Linked DNA regions of Pan troglodytes: region 2 is linked to region 1. Evidence: chromatin contacts called from public HiChIP or PLAC-seq data. All regions are on one chromosome and are shown on one strand. The core of a region is the stretch at or near the end of the contact, and the rest is flanking DNA. Distances in the headings are between cores, read along the strand shown.

What was found. HiChIP or PLAC-seq counts read pairs in DNA pulled down with a chosen protein or histone mark.
Region 2: an H3K4me3 HiChIP or PLAC-seq map of stem cell-derived excitatory neurons shows a contact between it and region 1, with 8 times the contacts expected there. The contact joins the promoter of SP4 here to the promoter of SP8 in region 1. A contact is called at or near these places in 1 of 7 Hi-C or Micro-C datasets (stem cell-derived neural progenitor cells), 1 of 1 datasets of contacts at active chromatin or transcription factors (stem cell-derived excitatory neurons) and 1 of 1 other capture datasets (stem cell-derived neural stem cells).

The regions. Positions count from the first base shown.
Region 1 is chr6:26,597,324-26,604,077 of NHGRI_mPanTro3-v2.0_pri, reverse strand. It overlaps SP8 (Sp8 transcription factor), which reads left to right and starts at 2,398. Exons shown (of 3, transcript XM_024357761.3): 1 at 2,398-2,584; 2 at 3,322-3,417; 3 at 3,570-6,754. The coding sequence starts at 3,603. The coding sequence ends at 5,072.
Region 2 is chr6:27,247,484-27,254,237 of NHGRI_mPanTro3-v2.0_pri, reverse strand. SP4 (Sp4 transcription factor) reads right to left here and starts at 3,591. Exons shown (of 6, transcript XM_527679.6): 1 at 3,331-3,591; 2 at 2,795-2,910; 3 at 746-2,300. The coding sequence starts at 3,337.

The sequences.
Region 1 (6,754 bases), core at 1,149-3,648:
CGTTGTGACTTATAGGAAGAATGACATATGATTCTAAAGTTAATTTATACACTTGAAAAATCTTAGAATTAGGTAGCTCAAAACTGCAGTCACATGACGCTGGGTTTTTCTAATTCCTGGCATTTTTGAGGAAACAGTGTTAACGCCTCTGTTTACTCTCAGTATCAGCATTTAACTTTTTAATAGTCCTGCCTCACTTCCTTCCAGAAGATAGGAGGATAAAAAGATAAAATAAATAACTATTCATAGATGGGAGCCTCCCTCAAAGCTGTTTTTCTCCACCTTTGAGGATGATGGTATTGATTAGAATTAAACCCCAAATCTGAACAACTGTATATTAGGCCCTTAAAATGAATATCATTACAGAAGGAGACCAAAGCAATGAAGTTAATTCTCTTTTATTTGTTAAACGGAGTACCCTCCTTCCCCCACCCCTTCCTCCTTCTGGGCTGGCCTGTCACGCCTTCTCAACACGCTAAAATCATTCAGAGCGGCTTGCAGGGAGAAACACGACATTTATGGTAAGCGTCAGCCCTCAGAGAAAGAAAGCAGTTCATTAATTTACTTCACACTTACTTCAAAGTATGAGAGTATACCTTACCCCCTTAATCAATAGATATGATGTACAGTCAATATCCCCACAGCGTTTAAAAAAGGGTCAGAAATGTACACTCTCACACCACAAACATCAGTTTCAACTCTGCTCAATGAAATTTACACGATACAACTTGACTTCGAAATCTTGTAAACCCTAGGAAGATTTTTTGACACCCCTAGAAGCTGTGAAATCCTTGAGGGGTGTTCAAACACAACAGTAAAATAAAAATGTTTTCCCAGTCAAAACAAAACAGTTCGCCCAGCTAGTCACATTTTAGTTAATTCCATTTTAAAATTAGACTTCTGAGAGCACTTGTAACTGGTTAAAAATATGAACTGTTTTTTATAACTTATGAATATTCAATAGGGCTACAAAGACTGGACTTTTTGCTACACTGGTGTTGTGCTTTCTGCGGTTTAAGTTCCCTTGTGGTGGCAGTGAAATTGTAATGGCATTTCTGAAGGCAGCTAATAACACAAATGGCAAGCAAATGACTAAACCCCACCGAATTTGAACTAAGTGTATCTATTAACATGCACACACACTCATAGACAGATCTCTGGCCCAATCGCCATTAGACACTGACGCCTGGATAAATGTCCAAGATTTGTCAAAAGCTCCTCTCTATTCTTAGATAAATAGAACCCATATATTTCGATCAAAGTCCTGATTCTTTTCTCAGAAAGAGGCAGTGAGGTTTTCTGTGAAAATTTCTAAATTCCCTAAAACGCTCTTCAATTTCTTACCCAAAGAAAAAACGACCCTCGCTTACTCTCTTCTCTATCTAATCCTTTTGTATTGAAATTTACTCAACACCACGGGACACACACACCTCCTCCCCTAGAGTGAGACGTGCACTTCTAAAGCAGAATTCCACCTCAGGGGAAAAAAAAAAAAAGCCACGGCATCAAAGAAACAACTCACGGGCGCGCAGGCGCGCATCCACGTCCCAACGCATCCCTAAAAATACCCCTTAGCCTCTCAACCTTTCTACTATTTCGTTGGAGAGCCGGGAAAGAAAAGGTGGGTTTAAACATCTTCTTCAAAAATGTAGTGACGCTGTTTACCAAGTTAAGAAAAATAAAATCACTCAAGATTTTAGGTACAAGGAGCCAAAGGAAGTTGGCGACGGGGGCAGCGTTTGTGAATATTTATTCACTCAGCCTCCATCAACTTAGTCGGTTTCTCTCTTCAGCTCGACAGTCTCTCTCTTACAAACACACACTTTATTGCATTGTTCCCATTCCCCACTACCAGCTTTGGTGCGCGCACACAACACAAGCGCCCACACACACCCTTCCCTCTTCTCTGTCGCACAAATACACATGTTCACAGCCCTCCTTCTCCCCCAACACCAAACACACTCACCCCCCACCCAGTTGAGTCCCTCTTCCCTCCCTAGGTTTGTCAGTTACACTACCGTACACTCACACCCTTCCCAACACTGAACTGCTCTGTCCCTCTACCCCGCTTTGTCGCACACGCAGTTATCTTATCACACAACCCTCCCTTTTCTGCACTCTCTCCACTCCCCGCCTTTACCACACTGTCACTGTTACAGTGTCACACCCCCATCCCCCCTCCCTCCCGTCTCCGCACTGTCCTCTCCTACGCCTGGTCACACTCGCGCACAGTTACATTGTTACACACACACTCATACACGCGAGCGCGCGCTTTGCGCTTTCTAACACACGCAGCCGCCCCCGCCCCCTCCGCTCCCACTCCCCCTTCCACCACGGCGGCAGGCGGCGGCGCCGATGACCTCACGGCGCGCGCGCCGCGCGGCCCGGCGAGGCCGCAGATTGGCTGGCCGCGCCTCCGCGGCACTTCAAAGCCGGAGAGGGAGCTACAATTGTGGTGGAATGGGCGGAACTGATCATTGTATTGCACACCTCTAAAAAAACACTGCCTCTGATTTATCAATATAAAAAAGATCCTCTGAGAGGAGGAGGGCACTTTTGTGTGATGGCAACTTCACTTCTAGGGGTGAGTCTCAGGATTTTCTCTTGCTGGTTTAATTAGTTTCCTTTTATTGCCGATTGGAGGGGGTTAAAGTCGCCCCGGCCAGGCCACGGGCTATCAGTCTCTCTATTGAGAGCTTTTTTTTTTTTTTCTTTAAATACAAGTGAGTTTGGAGAAAAGAAAAAGGGGGAGAAGGGGGCAGAGTCACTTTTTTTCAGCGCAGGAAAAGGTTCGAAGGGCATTTAGACAAGCCACCGCGCAGCGCCTCGCTGCTCCCTGCCCGGGAGACCTGCGTCCAGCCCATTTTACAGGCACCGATTTCGGGGGTAAAGAGAGCAAGTTTTTCCTTCTGGGCAAAGTGCAGATTCTTCCCCTAACCCTTAAAAAAAAAATTCTGCAGCCCGCCTTGTCTCGCAGGTACGTTGAACTCGTCTCGTTTTTACTACTGTAGATATGCTTTTAAAAAAAGAAAGAAAGAAAAGCAGGAAGAAAGAGTGAGCCCTACAGTTTGACTTCTTTTGGCCTGGGAGAAACAACCCAGGATGGGTTTCTGGGGACCCGAACAGGTTTTTCAAAGCTCTCCGGATTACAGGGGAAGCGCTCTTAAAAGCAATCCAATGGTTTTCCCCCAGGCTTCTCGGCAAAGAAAACTTCCTTCCTCTCCAATCTGGACTTTTTGCTTGTTTGTTACGAAGTGTCTGGGGCTTTGTGTGAAAGAGAGTGTTGTTTTAGGTGAGAATACTTGTCAAACTCTTCTTTAGCGTGGTGCTTGCTCCCGAATCAGACGCCGGCAGCCAAACTTGTCCCCTCCTGTAGAGTAGGAAGCGGCCGGGCGCCGGGGCTGTTGGGGGTGCCAGGTGAGTTGGTGGCGGCGCGCCGCAGCGAGAGATGGGGTGCAGTGGGGCGCTTTGGAGGCTACCGAAGGACTGATGCACATTTCTTCCTTTCCTCCCCCACCGGCCCTTTGCCCACCTCCCCTCCCCCACTCCTTCTCCTCTCCTCCTCGCAGGAAGAACCGAGGTTGGGATCGACTCCTCTGGCCATGCTTGCTGCTACCTGTAATAAGATAGGCAGCCCCAGCCCGTCTCCCTCCTCCCTCTCGGACAGCTCTTCTTCCTTCGGCAAAGGCTTCCACCCCTGGAAACGCTCCTCGTCCTCTTCTTCCGCCAGCTGCAACGTAGTGGGTTCCAGTCTCTCAAGCTTCGGCGTGTCCGGGGCCTCCAGGAACGGCAGCTCGTCCTCGGCGGCTGCGGCGGCCGCGGCAGCAGCCGCGGCTGCCGCGGCCCTGGTGTCCGACTCGTTCAGCTGCGGCGGCTCGCCTGGCTCCAGCGCCTTCTCCCTCACCTCCAGCAGCGCCGCAGCCGCCGCCGCCGCCGCCGCAGCCGCCGCCTCCAGCTCGCCCTTCGCCAACGACTACTCTGTTTTCCAGGCCCCCGGAGTTTCCGGGGGCAGCGGCGGCGGCGGCGGGGGCGGCGGCGGCGGCTCCTCCGCGCACTCGCAGGACGGCTCCCACCAGCCGGTGTTCATCTCCAAGGTGCACACCTCTGTGGACGGGCTGCAGGGCATCTACCCGCGGGTGGGCATGGCGCACCCGTACGAGTCGTGGTTTAAGCCCTCGCACCCGGGCCTGGGTGCTGCGGGCGAGGTGGGCTCGGCCGGCGCCTCCAGCTGGTGGGACGTGGGGGCCGGCTGGATCGACGTGCAGAACCCGAACAGCGCGGCTGCGCTGCCCGGCTCGCTGCACCCTGCCGCCGGGGGGCTCCAAACCTCGCTGCACTCGCCGCTCGGAGGCTACAACTCGGATTACTCGGGCCTGAGTCACTCGGCTTTCAGCAGCGGCGCCTCCTCGCACCTGCTCAGCCCCGCCGGGCAGCACCTCATGGACGGCTTCAAGCCAGTGCTACCCGGCTCCTACCCGGACTCGGCCCCGTCGCCGCTGGCCGGCGCGGGGGGCTCCATGTTGAGCGCTGGGCCTTCGGCGCCGCTGGGGGGCTCCCCGCGCTCCTCAGCTCGCCGCTACTCCGGCCGCGCCACCTGCGACTGCCCCAACTGCCAGGAGGCAGAGCGGCTGGGCCCTGCCGGGGCGAGCTTGCGGCGCAAGGGCCTGCACAGCTGCCACATCCCGGGCTGCGGCAAGGTGTACGGCAAGACTTCGCACCTCAAGGCGCACCTGCGCTGGCACACGGGCGAGCGGCCCTTCGTGTGCAACTGGCTTTTCTGCGGCAAGCGCTTCACGCGCTCCGACGAGCTGCAGCGGCACCTGCGGACCCACACCGGCGAGAAGCGCTTCGCCTGTCCAGTTTGCAACAAGCGCTTCATGCGCAGCGACCACCTCAGCAAGCACGTGAAGACGCACAGTGGCGGCGGCGGCGGCGGCTCGGCGGGCTCAGGCAGCGGCGGCAAGAAGGGCAGCGACACCGACAGCGAGCACAGCGCCGCGGGCAGCCCGCCCTGCCACTCCCCAGAGCTGCTGCAGCCCCCCGAGCCCGGGCACCGCAACGGCCTAGAGTGACGCCCACCCTGCGCCCGCCCCTCTCCCCGACCTCCTCCCACCGAGTCCTCTTGGGCCCTGTCTGTCCCGACTTCAACTCCAGCCTTTCCCTATTGCATCCGACTCGCTCTCTGTCTCTTTCTGTTTCTGCCCCTCCTCTTCCTTCTTCCTTCTGCGACTTAACTTTGTAAAGGGGATATGGACAAGTAAGTAACACCCATCGCTGTCCCGGGCCCTGGCTTTCCCTTTCCACGGGTAACGCTGCCTGAACCCGTTGCAGCCGGAACCCGCGCCTCGTCGGGCCTTTATTTCTCGTTCTCCCTTCCTTGTCCTCCCCTCCTCCACCCCCCAGGTTGTGAAGGGCGTAACTTTTAGAGGGAAGCGGCCACTGGAGGTAGAGCTGGACTAATCCAGTGCCTGGTAGACCGCGGGCCTCGGCGCGGGCAGGAGCCGCTCGGCTGAGCAAGCCTGAGCCGGAGCGGTGGAGAGGGAGAGGCTGGAGGCCTGGGCAGAACAGCGCCGCCCGGGCAGACGGCTACTTGGTTCCAGAGCCGCTGTCCTGAGCACCTCGGCTTCGGAGCACCCTGCCAGGCCCCTGGGCATCGCCGGACGTCCTACTCAGGCTGTCGGGGCTTGGTGGGGGTGCACTTTTGGCAGCCCCGAGACCCAGAGTTTGTAGAGTTTAGATCTCCCAATGTCAGCTCTGCCTCTTTTTCTTTGTTCCCTGAGGTGGAACCGATGCAAGTTTCAGCAAAGGGCAGTCTTGTCGAATCGCTGCAGCAGCTTTCTTTCATCTTTATAGCATATATTTTATTTTTAAAAAACTAAGGGGAAAATAGCAACCTCCCATTTGGTTTCCCTTCTATAATAGTTTTTTCCTCTAACGGGGAGCAACTCTTTCTCTCGAAACTGCTAATATTGATCCCAAAGTTATTTTGACTGCATTAACTTAACTTACGGGGTGGGGGCGGGGGTGAGGGTAGGCGTTTTTTTCTTATGCAAAAATACTCCTTTCCGGTGAGACCAGATTAACTGTCTCCATGTTTGTCCTTTTCTACCTCGTTTTTTCGCCACTCCCAAACATAACCTCCCAATCTTTTTTGTTAGTCCGGCCGTCAATTTGTATAGTACCAATTTCTGTAAATTCTCTCAATTCTTTGAAGATCGTAGGGTTAAACTTTTTTGTGTGTGATTTAAACTTACAAACAAGTGAAGAAGCTATCGTTTATTTCAGACGAGGCTGTAGTTTAAATACCAAAAGAGGGAAAATAAAAAAGAACCTTTGTAAAATATATCTGAACCTAATGGTTTGTACAACTGGAGAATCGTTCTAGATTAGTTACCAATTAAATATAACTCCGCCAGTGTAAGGGTGTGAGGTGCAGTTGTCCAGGAGACGATTTTGTATAGTATTTTTCTTGTACATTACTTCCAGTAAATATTTGAAAATATATTGAAGTAAACTTGATTTTTTTTTTTTTGTCACAAGAAAATATTAAGAGTTATTGTTGCAGTTCTGATGAGCTGCAGGTTTTTTGAACTCACTTCTGGAGGTGCAGAGCCACAAACGCACTTTCGGGGCCTAGTTTTGCTCGAATATGAATTTAGATAGGTATCAAGCTGTAACTAAGACAATATTTGATAAATGTTGGATGACATTTAATTTAATGGAGCATGTACTTATTTGCATTTGCTGGCAGTTC
Region 2 (6,754 bases), core at 2,342-4,841, 650 kb before region 1:
ACAATTAATTCAAATTAGTGACATTTTACTGTCAACATTTTTCATTGCTTTCCACCAACCCTACATTAAACATCTACAAATCACACAATGACCGTGATTTAATTAAATATAATTTTATAAATGAAGGATTATTCATTCAAATCCTGATATTAGCATAAAAGTAGGCATAAAAGTTAACCAAACAATTTACAACTTAAAATTATCTCTCAACTGCATCAGTATCTAGTTTAAAACCAGTGTAATAAAACACAAAAGCATGGGCGACAAGATGCTGAAGCTTGAGAAATAACTTCCACTAAAATAAAGTTAGCCTTATCACACCACAGAATTAAAAGTTCAACAGACTCACAATTATATATACCAATTCAGTTTAAAACTACTTTCCCTCAAAGAAGAGATAAGTATCATTTCGACTAGGGTTCTTTCTGAAGAGCTGGAATGTACTCAAATAAGACCACTAAATTACAGAAGGCAATTATGATTCTAATCAGAAAGCTCTGTCCCATAAAACAATACTTTTTAAAAAACTAATAAATTTAACACATTATTATAGAATCTACAAAAGTGAACATGTCACATTGATTACTACAGAGCTATGTTTGTTAGTATAATATTCCTATTTCTGGTTCCTTATGATTGTGTGTTTACTTCAGAGGTCTACGTCAAACCTAAGAATTAGGAGAGAAAAGCAATAATTGTTATGAAAAACTATTTAAAAGGTACTTAAAAAGATGTCAGAACTTACCTGCAACACTGGTGATTGTAACGGGAACTCCCTGCACTTGAACACCTGCAGCACCCAGGTTGGCAACGCTCACTGTCTGAAGGTTAGGCACTGATGCAAGCTGGGCAGTATTCAAAGTTATTGGGGCACCAGCAACAGCCACAGGAGCAATCTGAGCAAGAGTTGTGCCACCACTTGAAGACACTGGGGTGATGGTTAACTGTTGGGATAACCCAGCATTCTGAACTTGCAAATTTGAAAGACTCTGAATATTCTGAACCTGTACAGTTTGCCAACTGATTTGCCCTGAAGGTGTTAAAGTTGGAGCCCTGATAAGCACCTGAGTCGGATTTACTGCTTGAAGTTGAACATTCTGTAAAGGCTGCTGCTGGATGGTCTGAATCGTCTGCCCTGACTGGAGTTGAAACGACTGTGGTGGAATAGCCTGAATGATCTGTTGCTGAGGCTGTTGGATCTGGATCTGCTGTAAGATAGGTTGGCCTACAATTTGCACCTGCTGAAGAGAATTTGATTGATCCTGTGCATTCTGCATTCCATTAGGCTGAAGCTGACTGGAGCTCTGGGCTTCAGACTCAGTAGCAGCAGGTGTTTGAGATTCTTCAATGGTGCGTTCAGAACTACTGGCTGATGTGCTTGCATACTGGCCAGTATCTGCTGAGCTCACTAATGTGTCACTGCTTGTCAAAGACGTTGAAGCAGTGGTTGTGCAGGTAGTGGAGGAGGAGGGAGATTCCGGCATAGTACTGGCAGAAGTAGTGGTGTTGGTGGGTGTGGAAACTAATTGATTCCCATTGGAAGTCCCACTATCAGCAGTAGCAGCAGGCTGGCCAACCTGCCCAGTCCCTCCTCCGGCAGCCACGTTGTTTATCACTGGCAAAGCTAGAGTCACTCCTCCAATGTTAATTGGTAGGGTTGTTACAACTTGAGCCTGAGTACCAGGAAGAGTCTGTAACTGCAGTGGTATTGAAACACCAGGTCTAATTTGGACCGGAACTGTCTGATTTGCCAGGTTTTGAGCAAGAATATTCCCAGAAGCTGTCCTGTTAGCAGCTGTGAGTATAGCTTGATTATTACCTGCAGAAATGAGCTGAATTTGACCCTGCAAATCCTGTAGAGATGAACTACTAGTTGGATTGATTTGAATTTGTTGACCTTCCACTGTCTGAAGTTGTGGAATTACTTGGTACTGTACACTACCACTTGGATTTTGTACTTGTATGACTTGAAATTGACCAGGGGTGGAAGAATTACCTGATTTAGTTTTTGTAGGAGATGCACTCCCGTTATTACTGCTGGAAGAACTAGACGAACTAGAGGCTGGTTGAGAAACGTTATTCTCTTTTGAAGCAGGAGGAGTGGAGGCAACAAGTTGCCAAGCGTTTCCAGCAAGTTGCGTTGTTACCAGTTCTAGCTGTTGTGGTTGATTTTGAAGTTGCACCAATCCTTGACTTGGATCTATAATAATTTGTTGTTGTCCAGTTGCTTGATTTTCACCAGGAGTCCCTATTTTGCTGCAAGTAGCTGCCAGTAAAGCCAGAGGAGAGGGCTGAGAGTCCTACCCAAAATGGGACGGTAAAGGAGAGGGGGGGAAAAAAAAGTGGGCGGATTTAGTGGAGGCCAGTAGTTGCCAGGGGGTTACTTATTTTGACAGCTCTACATAACAATTTAGGAAGCAGCAGAAATCAAAAAGAAATACGAACAAAAGTAGATAAGAACTATAGGAATAAGGAAGCAAGTCCTATAATATCAAGTTTAAATAAAAGGAAATTTCTTTACAACTTTGTAAAGTGTTATGTTCCTAAACTCAAAATGCCCTTGGGAACACACACACCGTTTTCTTATAGTCTGAATTCCTGATGTAATTTTAAACAGCGTTATACCCTCAAAGACGTGAAATCTTGATGAATTTACAATTTAAGTTCCACACTCTCAGAAAGATGCTTTGAGTGGATAAACATTTTATTCTGTTACTTCTGGACATTCAAAGGGCACAACTCCCTCTCTCTCCTAATGTGTCGTGATGAATTTTTTTAATTTGTTTGCTTTTACCTGGGAGCCTGAGGTTTTGGGTTTTTTATTGTTATTCTCTGGCTCAGAGGTTTTCCCTCCTTCTGTAGCCATCGCCGCTGCCGCTGCCGCCTCCTCCTCCTCCTCCTTCTTCTGATCTGCAACAAACCCCCCCACCACACACACACGACAACAGGTTATTAGGATTATTATTATTCGTCTTCTTCCTCTCCTCTTCTCCCCCCTCCCCCCGAACATTAATCTCCATAAACCCGCGATCCACGCACACCGGCAGGGGGTGGGGGAGAAGGAGGGAAGGGAGGAGGGGGATATCACAAAACGTGGTTTGAAACCCGACCCATCGGCTCCAGAGCAACACCCAGAAGGAGGTTGTTCTCTCTCAGACATTAAGACAAAACACAACCCTCCTTCCCTCCCCCTGATTCCCTCCCGCCCTCTCCTCCTCCCCTTAAAGCATCTCAGCGGCCCCGGGGGAGGGGGGAGAACCGAGCAGGGTCTGGGGAGGGAGGGAGAGAGGGAGGCGGCGAAGGAGACTGAGGGGGGTGGAGAATACGTACCGCTCATCCCGCATTAACAGGACAAACCCTCAGACGGAGACACTGGGATAGAGGTGGGTGGGGGTGGGGGCGAGGCGGGAGGAGAGGCCGGTCCCGCCCGCCCGCGGTGGCTCGGAGGAGGCTGTAGCTGGCACAGGCTCTGCCTCTTTTTCCGCGAATGGCCGCCGCTGGGCTGTGGCGTAGCAGCTCCTCTCTCCGCCCGAGCCCGGCTGACTCGCCCTTGATTGACAGCGGCGGCGCGCGGCGCGGGCGGCGGCGCGGGTCGGGGGCGGGGCCAGGGCGGTGCGAGCCTGGCCGACTCCCCACCCCCCTCGGCCTCTCTCCGCCGGAGCCTCCGACTCTCCACCCCTTCCCCCAGCGGATTGGCCGCCGACCTGCCGGGGGCCGGGGCGCTGGGGCCGCCTCCTCTCCACCCCCTTTCTCGGGGTTATTCTTTTAGCAGCTCTTCTCCTCCTCCCTGGCTCCTCTGGCGCTCTTTCTCTCGGCGTTCTAGCTCAGGAGCGCTGCCGGTAGGCCCGCCATACAGCCAAACTTGTTGTCTCAGGATATCCCGCCCCCTACTCATTTCCCAGCGCCCTCCACTCAAAAACCCCCTCCAGCAATCCCTCCAATTGCCACTAAAGAAAAAAGTAGGGCCCTTGCTCCAGGCAAGCGAGAGCGGCGGACGTGGGCGCGCGCGGACCACCGACAGGTCGGCGCGCTGAGTGAACTGCCCGCTGCCCCCGCGCAGGGAGCATGGCTTTCCTGAGGCGCATCCGGACCCGGGCGCCCTTTTTCCCTGGCTCTGTCTCCATTGGCTGAGCCCAGGGTGACGCGCGCTGAGTGGTGGGAGAAAGGGGGTGGGGCACTACCGCGAAGGCTGTCGGTACTCGTAGTTTCCGGCGGTCGCGGTGCCTTCTTCGAGGCACCGCCTCTCTCCCGCCCCCGACCGAGGCCTGGCTGCCGAGCGGAAAGCTGCCCGAGGGGGCGGTGGCGGCAGGGCGTGGCCGGGGCCGAGTGGGAGTTGAACTGAGCGAGGAGGAGGGGGAATGGGTGTTGTTTGCCTGGGCCTATCCGCCGCGCGGGGCTGCCCAAACCACCTCTGCCACCGCCTCCTCGGCTCCAAGCCGCTCCCCGCGGGGCGAGCTCACACCCGGAGCGCTCGGCGATTGAGCGGGCGGCGGCGTGGGGAGGCGGGGTTTGCTGTCCTCGGGGTTTGAATGAACCCGGCTTCTTGAAGCAGCGCCCTCGCCTTGCCTTTTTTTGCTCACCTTCCCCTCAGGCCCCTTGCTTTGAGTCCGAGGCCTGTTTTCTCACGGAGAAGGATCTTCCATTTTTATTTGTTGTCTCTCTGGCTGGCAGCTGGTGCAGAGCAGTGACCCGCCTTCTAAGAAGGGTTGCATCGCATTTTGCCTAAAAGCCTAAGTGGTTGGCGGAGTTCTAAGCCTTATCTGACAAGAGTCTCCGGGCGAAGAAAAGCCCAGCTCCATAAGGGTCAGCCCCGCTTACGGTGTAGCGTAAGCAAGCGTAAGGGCAAGTGGAATTAACATCTGGCTGCACAAAGCATCTTATTGTCAAATGCACTTGAGCAGTGTCCTGCCTCAGCTTTCCTACAAAGTCCTGAAGTCAGGATGATGCCATGGAACGTAATCAGCGCCTGATTAACTGTACCAAAGGTGGAAGTGACCCCACATGTAAATACTGGCCTTGGGAACAAGGCATGCTTACACCCCAGGCTCAAAGCCATTGTCTCACTTCTTACCTGGGCTTCACACTTAGCCTTGGGCATTTTTGTCTCCTGCCTGAGGCCTGACATGTTGCAATGGTGAGGAGGTCCCAGATGCTGAACTTGACTGGCATTTCCTTTGCTTGTTAAAGTAATTGCAAAATCAGCTGATGACAAAGCCATGCAGCAAGACAAAGCAATTCGAATAAAGAATTACATGGTATTGTCTACCCCATCTTATACAATGAGCCAGAGATCCCTGAACAACATGGTTTTTCCCCATCTTGTACAATATAGAAAGCTCAAAAGTGCTTCTTACATTTACGTATATACTGTCTCTATCCTCAGGTCCCCTCCTCCCCCCAGTTCACCAAGATAAATGAAGACATTTTGCAGTCTTATGAATTGGGGCTTTCATTGTCATTTTTGTTTGGAAAACCTGATTCAGAGAGGCAATGTCACTGACTCTGAACCATAGATTAAAAATAATGCTTTGGGAGGCCGAGGCGGGTGGATCAGGAGGTCAGGAGTTTGCGACCAGTCTGGCCAACATAGTGAAACCCTGTCTCTACTAAAAATACAAAAAATTAGCCAGGTGTGGTGGTGTGCGCCTGTAATCCCAGCTACTCGAGAGGCTGAGGCAGGAGAATCGTGTGAACCCTGGAGGTGGAGGTTGCAGTGAGCTGAGATCACGCCATTGCACTCCAACCCCGGGCGACAGTGCAAGACTCCGTCTCAAAAAATATATAATAATAATAATAATGCCTACCATCAGTATGAATCTGCAAAGTCCTAAATATTCTCCACCCTGTAGATAAGTGGGAATACTGGTATCCATGAAACATAAGTCCTGCTTTTTATGGTGGACCAGTGTCTTCTAGTCCCTGGCTGTTATGGACTGAATGTTTGTGTTCTCTGCCCCCTTCCCCATTCATGTGTTGAAATTCTACACGGGGCGCGGCTCACTCCTGTTATCCCAGCTCTTTGGGAGGCCAAGGCGGGCGGATCACTTGAGCCCAGCAGTTCCAGACCAGTTTAGGCAACATGGTGAAACCCAGGCTCTACAAAAATTAGCCGACGTGGTGGCGCTGTCCTATAGTCCCAGCTTCTTGTGAGGCTGAGGCGGGAGGATCACTTGAGCCCAGAAGGCGGAGGTTGCATTGGGCCAAGATGGCACCACTGCACTCCAACCTGGGCAACAGAGTGGGACCGTGTCAAAAAAAAAAAAAAAAAAAAGAAAAAAAAAGGGAGAGAGGGGAAAGGGAGGGAGGAAGGAAGGAAGGAAAAATTCTACCCCTTAGTGTGATGGTATTAGAAATTAGAAGGTAGGGTCTCTGGGAGATAATTAGGATTAAATTTGGAGTCCTCATGAATGAGATTGGTGACCTTAGAAGAATCAGGAAAGAGCTTGCTTTTCCTTCCTCTGCTCTCTTCTATTTGAAGATAACAACCAAAAGTCCTCAGTGTGATACCCGGTGGAAAGCTAGTTTTGCTAGGGAGGTAATATTGACAAAGACTCTCTCCTTTGACCAAACTTTAATCTGGTTATTCTAAGTCCTCTTTCTGACTAGGTCCTGACCTGGAACTCTGTCCTTAGTTTAGTGGCTTTGTTCATTTAGTCCAGTTTTAGCAAGAATCCTGCTGGGTCGGTTGGGTAAAAACGCCTCACCCTTAATATTTGACCATACTTGGTATCTCATCAAATTCCTTATCCCCTGT